3 separate regions of the Mus musculus genome follow, and regions 2 and 3 are each linked to region 1. The links are chromatin contacts, called in public promoter capture Hi-C maps. All regions are on one chromosome and are shown on one strand. Each heading gives the region's core, a stretch centred on a gene start, on an enhancer-like site or on the middle of the called end of the contact. The rest is flanking DNA. Distances are from core to core; before and after follow the strand shown.

Region 1 (4,061 bases), core at 1,328-3,827:
GTATTTCCTGAACTGTTTCCCAGACCTTATAAATTATCAGGAAGAGATATGAGATTAAGTTGAAATCTGCAGTCCTATCTCTTGGTCCCCAAGTTCTCCTACACTTACAATCTAAACATCTGGCTGTTGGCTTAGTCACCAAGTGCATGTGCAAGGCCACACGTTCCATCCCCAGCATCAGCATCAACAAAAAAACAAAAAGAAAAAAAAGAAGGAAACTAAATCTTAGACATCCCCCATACTCCAAAGGGAAAGGAGAACTGAGAAAATATTTTAGATATATTCAAATACATAACAACCTGAAAGAGAAAATCCATTTCCTTTTATTCTAATGGGTATCCTGAGAAACTTGGAGGGGAAAAAGAATCAGAAGAGGCTGTGTAGTAGGAGCCCTGGGAAGGCTGAGCCAGGAGGATTACAAGTTTGAGGGCCAGTTGGGCTACATAATAAAACCAAATTAGAAAGAAAGGAAGGCTAGCACTTAGGAGGCAGAGACAGGTGGATTTCTGAGTTCGAGGCCAGCCTGGTCTACAGAGTGAGTTCCAGGACAGCCAGGGCTATACAGAGAAACCCTGTCTCAAAAAACCAAAAAGAAGAAGAAGAAGAAGAAGAAGAAGAAGAAGAAGAAGAAGAAGAAGAAGAAGAAGAAGAAGAAGAAGAAGAAGAAGAAGAAGAAGAAAAGGAAGGAAGGAAGGAAGGAAGGAAGGAAGGAAGGAAGGAAGGAAGAGAAAGAAAGAAAGAAAGAAAGAAAGAAAGAAAGAAAGAAAGAAAGAAAGAAAGAAAGAAAGAAAGAAAGAAAAAGATAAGAGGCAATGGCTCATTCATATCTGTGATCCTGTGACCAGCCTGGGCTACAGAGTGAGTTTTAGGCCAACTTGGAGCAAAGACGGAGACCATGTCTCAAAACCCAAAACTAATAGAAAATGAGAATGAAACTTGTATACAGTACTATAAAGAGCTGAGGAGAATAAAGATAGGTGGAATGTTCCCTTTCAAACACACATACATATAAAATGAATTATATATACATATATACACATATAACATATATATATATGCATATATATATATTAGAAGGGCATCAGTTAATACCTATTGAAATATATAATATAATGTTTGTATATGTGTGTAATCAAAAATATGCATAGAGCTTCATTTCTTTTTTTGTTTTTGTTTGTTTTTTGACACAGGGTTTCTCTCTGTAGCTCTGGCTGTCCTGGAACTTGCTTGTAGTCCAGGCCGGTGTTGAACTTAGAGATTGGACTGCCTCTGCTTCCTGGGTACTAGATTTAAAGGCTTGCACCATCACCTGGCTGTAGAGCTTTCTTTCTTAAGCACATAAACAGAATGAAAACCACATAAACTACCCACCAGAGTACTGCCCTGATGAGATACTAGTATTCGAGTCTCTGAAATGGTCTTTTCAGGTCCACGAGGATATGAATCTCTCCCCACCTCCAACATTCCATCAAACAAGCATAGATCTCTGCACCACGTGTTTTCTTAAAGAACAGCTGTAATGCTCAAAAGAGACCAAAAAGTCTTCCTGCTATGGCTCAAAGCTCCTCCTCCAGCATTGCATACCACAAAATGCCAAGAAACTGCCAAGGATACTCTCTGGCAAATGTGGGCAAGCCTGTCTATCTCTCTCCAGGCTGTTCATTCACTCAAACATACCTTAACTCCTCAGGCAGCCAGGGGTTAATCATAAAGACTCCAGGGATCCTTGCTAAGCCTGGCTATCTGCAGGGTTCCAAGTATCCTCTCAAAAGGCATGACCCAAAGAATCACAGAGCTTTCTGCCTTAATCCCAAAGCATGTTATCTCCCCAAATTCCTCTGCCAGGATGGGTGGGGTGGGGTAGGGTCTCTCGTCTAGAAGCACACACTTAATTCTTGATGAGCCTTGAGACCTCTCAAACTACCTGTAATTTTTCTGCTATCTGGTGGGTTGAGTAAAAAGCGAAGTGAGGTGGGGGTAAGGGTGGATGCAATTAACCAAAATGATAAAATAATCTTGCCGGGTGTGAGCCTAGGGACAAGGTCTGAGTTGTCAGACTATCCCCGGGACCATGGGCGCAGCAGCAGACAGGCAGACTAACTTCGTTTCAGAAGATACAAACTTGCAAAGTTGGTTGTTTTTATTCCGCTGCCTCCTCCAGCCTCACAAACTTCTGCTCTAAATTCCTTTAACTCCAGAACCAGGTGCAAAAAGGCAGGAAAGACGCGGTGGAAGGAGAGGCGCTGAAGGGGGACAGAGGAATCTCGTTCCCCTCTTAAAGGAGAATTCTAAAACCAAGGGCGCTCCTGGATCCCTAGGAAAGGAAGTAGCTGATTCCCCAAAAGCACTTTTTTCCTACCTTCTTGTTGTTCTTGTTATAGCCAAAAGTCGAAATCCCAGGCCTGGAAGTCACTGATAGCAGCATTTTTTCTTTACTGTTACGGAGCTGAGAGAGAGAAAGAAGAGAGTGAAGGAAAGGGAGGGAGAAAGAGGGAGGGAGGAGGGGAGGGGGAAAGGAGAGGGAGAGAGGAAGGGAGGGAAAGAGGGAGGGAAGGGAGAAGGGAGGGGGAGGAGAAAGAGGAGAAAAGGAGCACGCAAGAGAGAGAGAGGGAGTGGGGGGGGGGCCTGCGGGGAAGAATGAGCTAGGTCTGCTCCTTACGTCACTGAGAGAAGTTAACCCAAAGTCAGAACGAGCCACTTCCACTGGGTCCTAATGCCCGGGATGTTCTGTTTTGGTTTTGGTTTTCATAGGCTTAGTTCAAGCTAGAAAGAAGAATTCTTAGGTCTAATCCTTTTCAAATGTAACCCTGTTTCTCCATGAACAAGTTCTGATTATTATGAAAAGACAATTAACCTATTATTAATAAAAGACAATGGTTTTTGTTGTTGTTTTGTTTTGATTTGAAGCTTTCTTTCCCTGAGATCTCAGCTACAAGATTTCAAACTTGGCCTGAAAAATGTCTTAGTAAGTTGCCAGGCCTATGCTCAGTTCCCAGATCTACATGGTAGAAGGAGAGAACCAGCTACCAAAAATTTTTCTCCCCCGACCCCAGCACCCAATGTGGCATGCCCACATATGCACATACAAAAAGAAATAAATGAAATAGTATATATATATATATATATATATATTTAAAGACATCAAGCTTAGTGTAAAAGGACCATCTTGACTGCCTCCCAGAGCATGGAAAGAAGACTATATGGCAATACCGTGTGTGAGAGCTCAGAGCTCAGACTAGTTTATATTAGGGTGATTTTTTTTTTTTTTTTTTTTGGTTTTTGAGACAGGGTTTCTCTGTGTAGCCCTGGCAGTCCTGGAACTCACTTTGTAGACCAGGCTGGCCTCGAACTCAGAAATCCACCTGCCTCTGCCTCCCGAGTACTGGGATTAAAGGTGTGCACCACCACGCCCAGGCCCAGCTTATATTAGGGTGATCTTGATGCAGTAAGAAAGATTTTGGAGTCTGGAGAGCTGGCTCAGGGGTTAAGAGCATGGCTGCTACTCCAGGAGAGCACAGCTGATTCCCAGCATCCACATGAGGTGACTCACAGTCACCTCTATGGCCACTAGCTTCCATGGATACCAGCATGCTCACACATGTGTGCTCTCTCTCCCTCTCCCACTCCCCCCCCCCATCATATACACATGCATACGTATATACACATACATAAGTACACAAAACACACACAGAGACACACATACACACACAATGTTTTATTTTTTATTTTTTGAGACAGGGTTTCTCTGTGTAGCCCTGAATGTTCTGGAACTCACTCTGTAGACCAGGCTGGCCTGGATATCTGCCTACCCCTGCCTCCCAAATGCTGGGATCAAAGGTGTGCACCCCCACTGCCAAGCTAATTTTTTTAACATTAAAAAAAAAGTATCTTGGAGCTGGCGAGATGGCTCAGTGGTTAAGAGTGCCAACTGCTTTTCCGAAGGTCCCGAGTTCAAATCCCAGCAACCACATGGTGGCTCACAACCATCCGTAATGAAATCTGACGCCCTCTTCTGGAGTGTCTGAAGACAGCTACAGTGTACTTACATATAATAAATAAAT
Region 2 (4,096 bases), core at 1,500-3,999, 330 kb before region 1:
ACATGTTTAGGAGTACTCTCAAAGGTGAGAAGGAAGATGAGGCACACTGGTTACAGGAAGTTTTCAGCCATAAAATGTAGTTGTCAAAAATTGAAGTTGGACCCTGCAAAACAGCAGGAAGCACTCTTAATGGCTGACCCATTTCTCTAAAACCTGCATTTATATTTTATTTCATTTTGAGATGTCTCAGGACATAACAGGTTTAATTGGACAGGGAAAAGGGAGGCAGAACAAAGAGTCACAGGGACAGAGAGCAACTCAGAGGAGGAGAAGGGAAAGGGAGGATGGGTGGGAAGAAGATCCTGTATAGTGTAGCTAGACACAGAGTCTGTGCAACCAGGCCAGGGCTGAGAGTTGCAGGCAGTAGTGTAGGAACCCTGCTGGCCTTTTAAAAATATTTCCCTCAACAGTAACACAACAGCATCTTTGCACATAATAGCCTGTGAGGAGCTGGTCAGGAGTCTGGACTCATCTCAGTCCTCTCTGGAACATCACACTGGCTCCACAGGGAAGGGCAACACCCAAGCCAGATCTACCCTAAGCATGGGTAGAGGCTGAAGAGCATCATGATGAGACAGAACCATGTGTAATTAGCAGGAAGTGCCCTGTAAGGTGCTCCCAGGCTACCTGCAGCATTTCTGGAGGAACCCCCATTCCTCCTCACTCAGGTTTCTTTGTTGGGAGAAGCCAGTGTACTCAGAGGAACACAGAAGGACTTCAGCTGCCAAAAGAGTATGTCTCACTCAATTCCCATGCCTCCAGTTCGAGATCCTCAGCCATTATAACACAATAGTCTATCATTTCTGATTCCCAACTACAGCTGAGTAGGGGCAGCACGTGGTCAAGTTGGGAAACAGGCTTGACAGTGGGCCTGTTTCCACCTTCGCAGCACCAACTCTAGGCTCTACCTCTCCCCCCTTTGCATGAAAAAGAAAGGGTGGGTTGGGTGGGGTACACTGCCTTTGGGGAGAAAGTGCTTCCCCACTTGACTGAACTGGACTCCTGATCCCAGTAGATAGTTCTGTTCCAATCTACCTCAGCAGATCAGAGCAGCCCAGCGGGCAGAAGGGCTGTCTTGTTAAATATTCACAGGGTCTGACCTGGAATGGGTCCAGCTCACCCTCCCCAGGACAGGGAAGAGGAACAACTGGGCACTGTCATTTGCCCAGTGTGATAATCTCAGGAGGGATGGATGGACTGAGGGAACCTCCAATGAATCAGGGAGGTGTCTTTGAGGCTTTCTCTTCAGCCCTGTGACTTCTTCAACAGAGTCACATCCACTTTCTTATTCTCTCTGACTTTATCCAGAAATTCCAGGGCTGGATCTAGATCCTGCTGTGTTCTAGAAGATCTTAGTCCAACAAGAGTGCGCATTTCTGTCAGGGTTGACATGGAAAGAACTGTAGGAGAGAGCATTGGGAAATGACCATAGAAGGAATGCTCTAGAGAACTCACTGTTGAAGGGATACTAGAACTAAGAGAAATAATATCTGCATGTACTTTAGTCAAGAAAAGCCAGCACTACATTTTACAAGATGCAATTCAGTGCTAGGGTTCTGAGGACCTGTTGGGTGCTAACAACTACATGAAGAATATCCTAGTATAGTACCTTCTGCAGAAGTAGGAGGAGGGACAGGATTGGAGCCAGGAGGATGAGGATTACCATCACTAAGTCAAACACAATCAGGAACGGTGAGAGGGAAGAGCAGGGCAAATGCAGAGCAGATCCAGGGGAAGCTACCACCTTGGAGGGAGAGTGGCCCAGCTCCAGATTCACAGATAACCAAGATCCAGGCCTTAGTGCACAGGTGTAATCTAACCTGTATTGGGGCACTTCCTGATAGAACCATGGTTCTTACGAGCACAAGGACAGTCTGATTCCTTACTGGTTGGCACAGAAAGTTGTGGAAGTGCCAGGTAAGGGAATCATGACATCATTCCTGAAGGAGACACCAGGTTTATTTTGAGCTAGAATCAGAGGGTTAGTCAGGCATTCCCCAGACCAGGAGCCATATGGAAAGCTCCACACACTACTCTAGAGTTTCTGAGCAAGGCTTGCTGGGAAATAAAGAAAGACACCCTGGCTCAGGTGAGTCAGGGGCAGCCATGGAAGTCACATCTCAAGAACTCTGTGCTCATGTCTGCTTGAATCCAGGCAGCCAGAAGAAGGGTCAATTGAGAGGATAAAGTCATTTCCTTCTCCATACCTACTCTGGGAGTCCTGATGTGTCTGCGGTCCCAGCCCTATCACCTAGTGTACCTTTGATGTCAGCCTTCCATGTTTGGGATGGCTCTTATACCTTCTCAGGAGCTGCTGTATTAGGAGGACACCAGCTTTCCCTGTCCTCTCCTATAAGTTATCCTGCATCCAAGAATAGGTTACTAATAGTTTCTCATTATGTTCACAACCTCCTAGATTGTGGCCCCAGAGCGCAAATTACAGAGACACAAGCTGAGTCTGGGACTGGACCATGAGTCATATGTAATGGCACACATACATGTATTCTCACATGAGTCCAGGAAACAAAGATCATAAGAGAATAGACCTATGTTATTCAACAGTCAGTAGTCTTTTCCTTGGCAGTGACATAGGGAGAGCCAGTGGGCATGATATGTCTGCTGTTCAAAAGCAGGGCAAAGACCAGAGATCTAAGGCATTAATAATTATAAAAAATGCAAAGAACTGTATGTCAGCAGGGTGGTGTCCTGGATGTTTACACTTTCCTGTGTGAGCAGAGGCCAGCCGCATTTTGACACAGAGTCTCTCTCTCTCTCTCTCTCTCTCTCTCTCTCTCTCTCTCTCTCTCTCTCTCTCTCTCTCTCTGCTTGTCTTCTACAAACCATGTGGCTCTACCTAGTATCACTGGTGGGACTGTGGACACTCCTGCGCTTCTTCAGGGAGAGGCAGGTGGTGAGCCACCTCCAAGACAAGTATGTCTTCATCACGGGCTGTGACTCTGGCTTTGGGAACCTGCTGGCCAGACAGCTGGACAGGAGAGGCATGAGGGTGCTGGCTGCATGTCTGACGGAGAAGGGAGCCGAGGAGCTGAGGAACAAGACATCTGACAGGCTGGAGACAGTGATCCTGGATGTCACCAAGACAGAGAGTATTGTGGCAGCCACTCAGTGGGTGAAGGAGCGTGTTGGGAACAGAGGTACCACTGAGATTCCTGTCTGTGCTGTTCGTTTTCTGTCTTTGAGTGAAGGGAAGGCCTGTGTAGTCCTGGAACGATTCCTGCTGGGAGTCAGGGTAGAGTTGGTGTGACTGCAGATTCTGCCCCTCTCTAGCACATCAGTCTGTCCTCTTACCTCTACACTGAGTCCTCCAAGCTGTGTGTTCTTAGTCAACTGGAGCCTTGGGAAGTTTTCATGTCCAAATTCTTCTCTGTCCTCTTTGACTTTGTATGTAGAAAGACCAGATTGTTGGCTGCTGAATCCTAGGATAGAGACAGTGAGGAAGGAGGCGAACCCTGGGCTCCTGGGATCTGGTCTCTGTGTGAAGGTCATGTGCCAGCGTGCACCTGCTCTCCCAGCTCTGGAACATGTTCTCATGCACTGCCTGTGCACCATGGCAGGGAGAGCCATAATCATTGCCGTGCTTAAGCCCAAAGTCAAGACTTCCTATCATTTTCTTTCTCCCTTTGTCTCTCCCTCCACCATTTTTGTTATTATTTAAATGATAAATTTAAATAAAAACAAGTTGGAAACAGATATTGTTCTAAACTCTAGACATGTCAAGCTACATGTCTTACTTATGATTTACTATCCAGTGTATGAAAACTAGTAACACTTTGACCTGTAGGCTTAACGTATGTGCTTTCTTTCCACTTGAAAAATGTAAACATTTTTTACCTCTACCACTTAAAGAGCATTAGTTACAATAATAACATTCAATGAATTTTAAAAAAAATGGCTCTTAACCAAGGCCCACTAATTTTAGCATTTGTGTTGGGTATCATTTATTCCCTTTGTGGTTTTCTGGCTTGCGTGTTTGAGGCAGGGTTCTAGAAATGGGTCTGGATACCATCTGATGAACCTGCTGCTCAGCTCCTTCCTGTTGGCATTAACAGCATGGGCCACCATGCTCAGCTTGTTC
Region 3 (4,422 bases), core at 1,594-4,093, 470 kb before region 1:
TCAGCTTTCTTTCCTTGCTCTCTCCCTTCAAATAGACACAGTAAATCAATAAATTATGTAAGGGCAGGTTGAAAATGGAACTGCTGATGGACCAGGCGCGTGTGGAGTGCTTCTGTGAGAGCATAGAGCTCGGACATTGAACCAAGCAGCAGAGGCTGAGAGTTGGAATATTGAGTCTCAATGTTAGTTAAGTGATAAAACTATCTAATTTTCCCTGTGCATGCCTCAGGCAGAGGGCCATGATGTTTAAGGATTTTCCTGGGTGGATGAAGGCATGTTTGGGAAATTTGGTTTTATAAGCTTTTACCTGACTGGCAGAACCATTTTCTGCTAGGCTAAACCCAGAAAATATCATGGGGTCTTATTTGTTGTCCTACTGCTGAGACATTATTAAAATTAGAAGTCTCGGAATGTAGGCTGCAGTCTTTCTAAGAAGATCAGGAAGTGTGTCTCGCTCATTGTCCCTCATGTGCCGGCTGTGGAAGTAAGAGAACAGCTGTCACATGAGTTTGGTGTCTGCTTCTGTTATTGACTGAAGGGAGCTTCTGTGTGGCCTAACTCACAGGGACGGGGTTGGGGGGTGGAGGCTGGCATGCGGTGAAACGGATGTCCAGGCAGATGAAAGGAGTCACACCTCTGAATTCAGTGTGTGGGTCGGTATGATGATGTGTCATTCGAGGGGAGGCAAGTGGACGGGGTTTGGGATTTTGTCACTTAGCCTTCCAGGTGATCTGAGTGTACACACACACACACACACACACACACACACACACACACACACGCACACACACACCCCTACACCTGCACAAGCCTGCTTCCACCCATGACTATTTCTTTCTTGGAAAATCTTTTCCTTAGATACAAGTTCCGTTCCTTGTGTTCTTATTTCCAAATACTTGGAACAGTGGGGCATGGACTCTTCTCTATTGGAGCCCTCAGTCAAAGCCAGGCAGATAGGCTTCCCCTAAATGCAGGGAGTCTATGCTTCAGGAGCTTGTGAAGGGTTAAGGGAGCCACACCCTCAGCAGGAACAGCCCTGGACTTTGTGCTGAGCAGCCATCTCTCTGGCCTCTTCTGGCCTGAGTGGCACAGGGAGCCGGGGTGGAGAAGAGCAGCACAGAGGAAGGTCAGACTGAAGACATCTTTGACACCATGGACAGCTCCTGCTAACTAAGCCGCTGCTCCATCTTTGGAATCTGTGGCTCATACCCTTCCCATCAGACTGGGACTTGCTCCCCACCCCCATTCTCCAAGGGGCACCGAAGTACGCCCTTGTTTCTACTGTTGGGTAAGTCCTGCCCTGCCCTGTCACCTTGGGGTGCTCCTTCTGGGATCTGTTTCTTTTTTTCCTTTCTCACCTTCAGATAATCATACTTGTACTCCTCTCAATTCAAACTCAAAGCTGTGTTCCTATACCCTACCTCTGCTTCACACCCTTCCCTGCCAGGTTGCTTCAAAGACTCTGTGTGTGTGTGTGTATGTGTGTGTGTGTGTGTGCTCTCATGTGTGCACGCATGTGATGTGTACTCGCACACGCAGGTGGGAGAGACAGACAAAGACTGGATCTTACTTTGTACTTCAGGCTGGTCTGTGGTTCATTGTGCAGCCCAGGTTGATCTCAAACTTATGGCAATCCTCCTGCCTTGGCCTCCTGAATACTGTGATTACAGGCATAAGCCACCTCGGATGGCTACTTGCCTTTAATCTGAGAAATATGGGCTAATAGTACTATCCACTTCATGGGCTATTATAACTGTCAAGTTACAGTGTTTAGAGCTCTGTCTGTCCTGTGATGAACACTGCGTGTTTTCTAGAGACTGCTATCATCAGTATTCATGTGGTGCCCTAGGTATTTAGGAAGTTACTGGAGCTTGGGGAAACAAAATGAAGGAGAAAGAAGCCTGGATGCCTTCCTTGCCCTGTATGCTGTTCTCGTTCTTCCCCTAGGTTCAGAGAAGCCAGAGAGTGAGGGAATGTGTTGTACTCCTTCTAGGGAGTGGCACTGACCATTGTACTACTTCTGCTGCCCTGCCCACTCAGTCTGCTTGAGGAGAGCTTTTATTTCCTGCAGGAACACCTGCCACATGCTTGCAGCATGTGGCCCAGCCCAGCTCTCCCTGCCCCCAACCCTCAGAGTCCTCCCTGGAGCACTCTCCTTCCCCACTCCCACCAGCTACTAAAAAATGGGGTGTGTCTCTTTGGGCAAAGTCCATGCCAGAAGATGATAGGTATGGTATAAACTGTGAAGATTTTACAACTAAAGACGGAAGCAGGGGAGATAATGAGAGACCTCACAGTTGAGAAAGCCTACCCACTCCCATTTTCCACGGGCAGCTCTGACCTTTTGTTTACATTGCTGATCTCATCACTTTATCCAACATCTAAAAATGAAGTCACTGTGGTAATGGCAAGAAAGAGAGACCTCTTGGAGATGGGAATTGTAGAGGGATTAGGTGACTGAGACAGGGGTTGGATATAAGCACTGGAGCAAGGGGCCAGAGAGAGCGCCCCCCTCAGGAGGGAGGAGGGAGAGCACCTTGAATACCTGGCTGCAGAACAAAGCTTGGCTCACCCTTCTTCCAGCTTTCTCCTTTAAGCACAATTCTGCTCCCCTTCCCCTCAGGTGGGCAGACAGAGGTAGTCCTATCTGATGCCCATCTCACCCTCTACCCCGGGTTCCTCCACCTCCCTGGATGGCCAGGTTGGTCCAGAGACCCTTCTAGTCAGAGGGCTCTCCTGTAGGCCCTTATGCCTCCTTGCCCTCCCACCATGACTTAACTCTTAAGCTGAGCCATCAGCAGCAATTTACAGTGTTCACTCCTAGGACCCTCTAGCCTCTTGGCATGCCTCTCCTGGAAGGTCCCGTGGGGGTGGAAGACCTCATCCTCCTGGAGCCCCTAGATGAGGAGTCTCTGATCAAGAACCTCCAACTCCGTTATGAAAACAAAGAGATTTATGTGAGCTTGCCATGGGAGCCAGGCTGTGGGGGTACCCAGGGGGTTCCAGTATTCCTCCTGCCAGGCTCATCTGTCTCACCCTCCTTCTGACCCCAGACATACATTGGGAATGTGGTGATCTCAATGAACCCCTACGAGCAGCTTCCCATCTATGGACCAGAGTTCATTGCCAAATACCGGGACTATACTTTCTATGAGCTGAAGCCTCACATGTGAGTAAAGGGAACCAGAGGAGGGCTGACAAATGTCCATGAAGCATCCTCCTCTCCCCCTCCCCGGTCTTTCCCCAAAGGAGCTCCTCCAGCATCCCTCTTCCCCTGAGAATCCTTCCTAGACTCAGTTCTTGTCTGATCTGGATCACACGGGGAGGGTGGATGAACCCAGCGCTAAGGATTGGAAGATGATGCCCTTGGGCTGGCCTCACATTGACCACTGACCACTTCCTTCCCACAAGCTATGCTTTGGCAAATGTGGCCTACCAGTCACTGAAGGATCGGGACCGGGACCAGTGTATCCTCATCACAGGCGAGAGTGGAGCTGGCAAGACTGGTGAGGAGGCTCAAGGCTTGGGAGAGACCAGAGATGGTGTCTGGAGTCACCTCCTTATCTCTCCAAGCCAGGCCTGTCCCTGTCCTCTGTCCCCATTACTTCCTCTCTGGTTTTTCTTCCTTATTTTCTTTTTTAGGATTTTTACATTTTTTCTGTCTATATGTATATGACTGAGTGTGTGTATATATTTGCACCACAGACATGCGGGTACCTGCAGAAGGCAAAAGAGGCTGTCAGATCCTCTGGAACTGGAGTTGCAGGTGGTTTTGAGCCACCCAATGTGGGTGCTGGGAACTGAACCTAGGTCTTCTACAAGAGCCTCAAGTAACACATGGCAGTATTTGTGCATGCCCTCAGTCCCAGCACTCTATTTGTGCATGCCCTCAGTCCCAGCACTCTATTTGTGCATGCCCTCAGTCCCAGCACTCTATTTGTGCATGCCCTCAGTCCCAGCACTCTATTTGTGCATGCCCTCAGTCCCAGCACTCTATTTGTGCATGCCCTCAGTCCCAGCACTCAGGAGGCAGCAGCAGGAGGATCTCTGAGTTTGAGGCCAGGCTGGTCTACAGAGCAAGTCCCAGGACAGCCAGGGCTACCCAGAGACAACATCTCCAAAAACCAAGTGCACACGCACACGCACACTCACACACATACATTTGCGTGCACACACACAGAGCAGCAAGTGTTCTTAACCACTCCAGCCCAGTCCCTGTTTTTCTTACTGTTAGTGATGTGGTGTCAGAGCTAAATGGGATGGGAGTGAGCGTGCCCTGGCTGGGGACTCTGTGATAGTTAAGGAGGTAGAAGCGGTTGTGTCCTGGTCAAGGACTCTGATAGTTAACGGTGGGAGGGGGAGGGGGAGGGGGAGTGTCCTGACTCACTCAGAGTTTCTCCTGCACAGAGGCGAGTAAGCTAG

Evidence for each region. Promoter capture Hi-C pulls out the DNA fragments that hold promoters and counts their contacts.
Region 2: a contact with region 1 is called in a promoter capture Hi-C map of liver, with 4 times the contacts expected there. The contact joins the promoter of Rdh19 here to the promoter of Rbms2 in region 1. A contact is called at or near these places in 3 of 39 promoter capture datasets (hippocampal neurons and liver).
Region 3: a promoter capture Hi-C map of stem cell-derived epiblast-like cells shows a contact between it and region 1, with 4 times the contacts expected there. The contact joins the promoter of Myo1a here to the promoter of Rbms2 in region 1. A contact is called at or near these places in 11 of 39 promoter capture datasets (the 3T3-L1 cell line, cranial neural crest, embryonic stem cells and 6 more) and 1 of 15 datasets of contacts at CTCF or cohesin (large pre-B cells).

What each region holds. Positions count from the first base shown.
Region 1 is chr10:128,173,991-128,178,051 of GRCm38.p6, forward strand. Rbms2 (RNA binding motif, single stranded interacting protein 2) reads right to left here and starts at 2,578. Exons shown (of 13, transcript NM_019711.2): 1 at 2,360-2,578. The coding sequence starts at 2,425.
Region 2 is chr10:127,847,179-127,851,274 of GRCm38.p6, forward strand. Rdh19 (retinol dehydrogenase 19) reads left to right here and starts at 2,750. Exons shown (of 4, transcript NM_147222.2): 1 at 2,750-3,155. The coding sequence starts at 2,843.
Region 3 is chr10:127,702,413-127,706,834 of GRCm38.p6, forward strand. Myo1a (myosin IA) reads left to right here and starts at 2,844. Exons shown (of 27, transcript NM_001081219.2): 1 at 2,844-2,957; 2 at 3,054-3,169; 3 at 3,412-3,506; 4 at 4,408-4,422. The coding sequence starts at 2,844.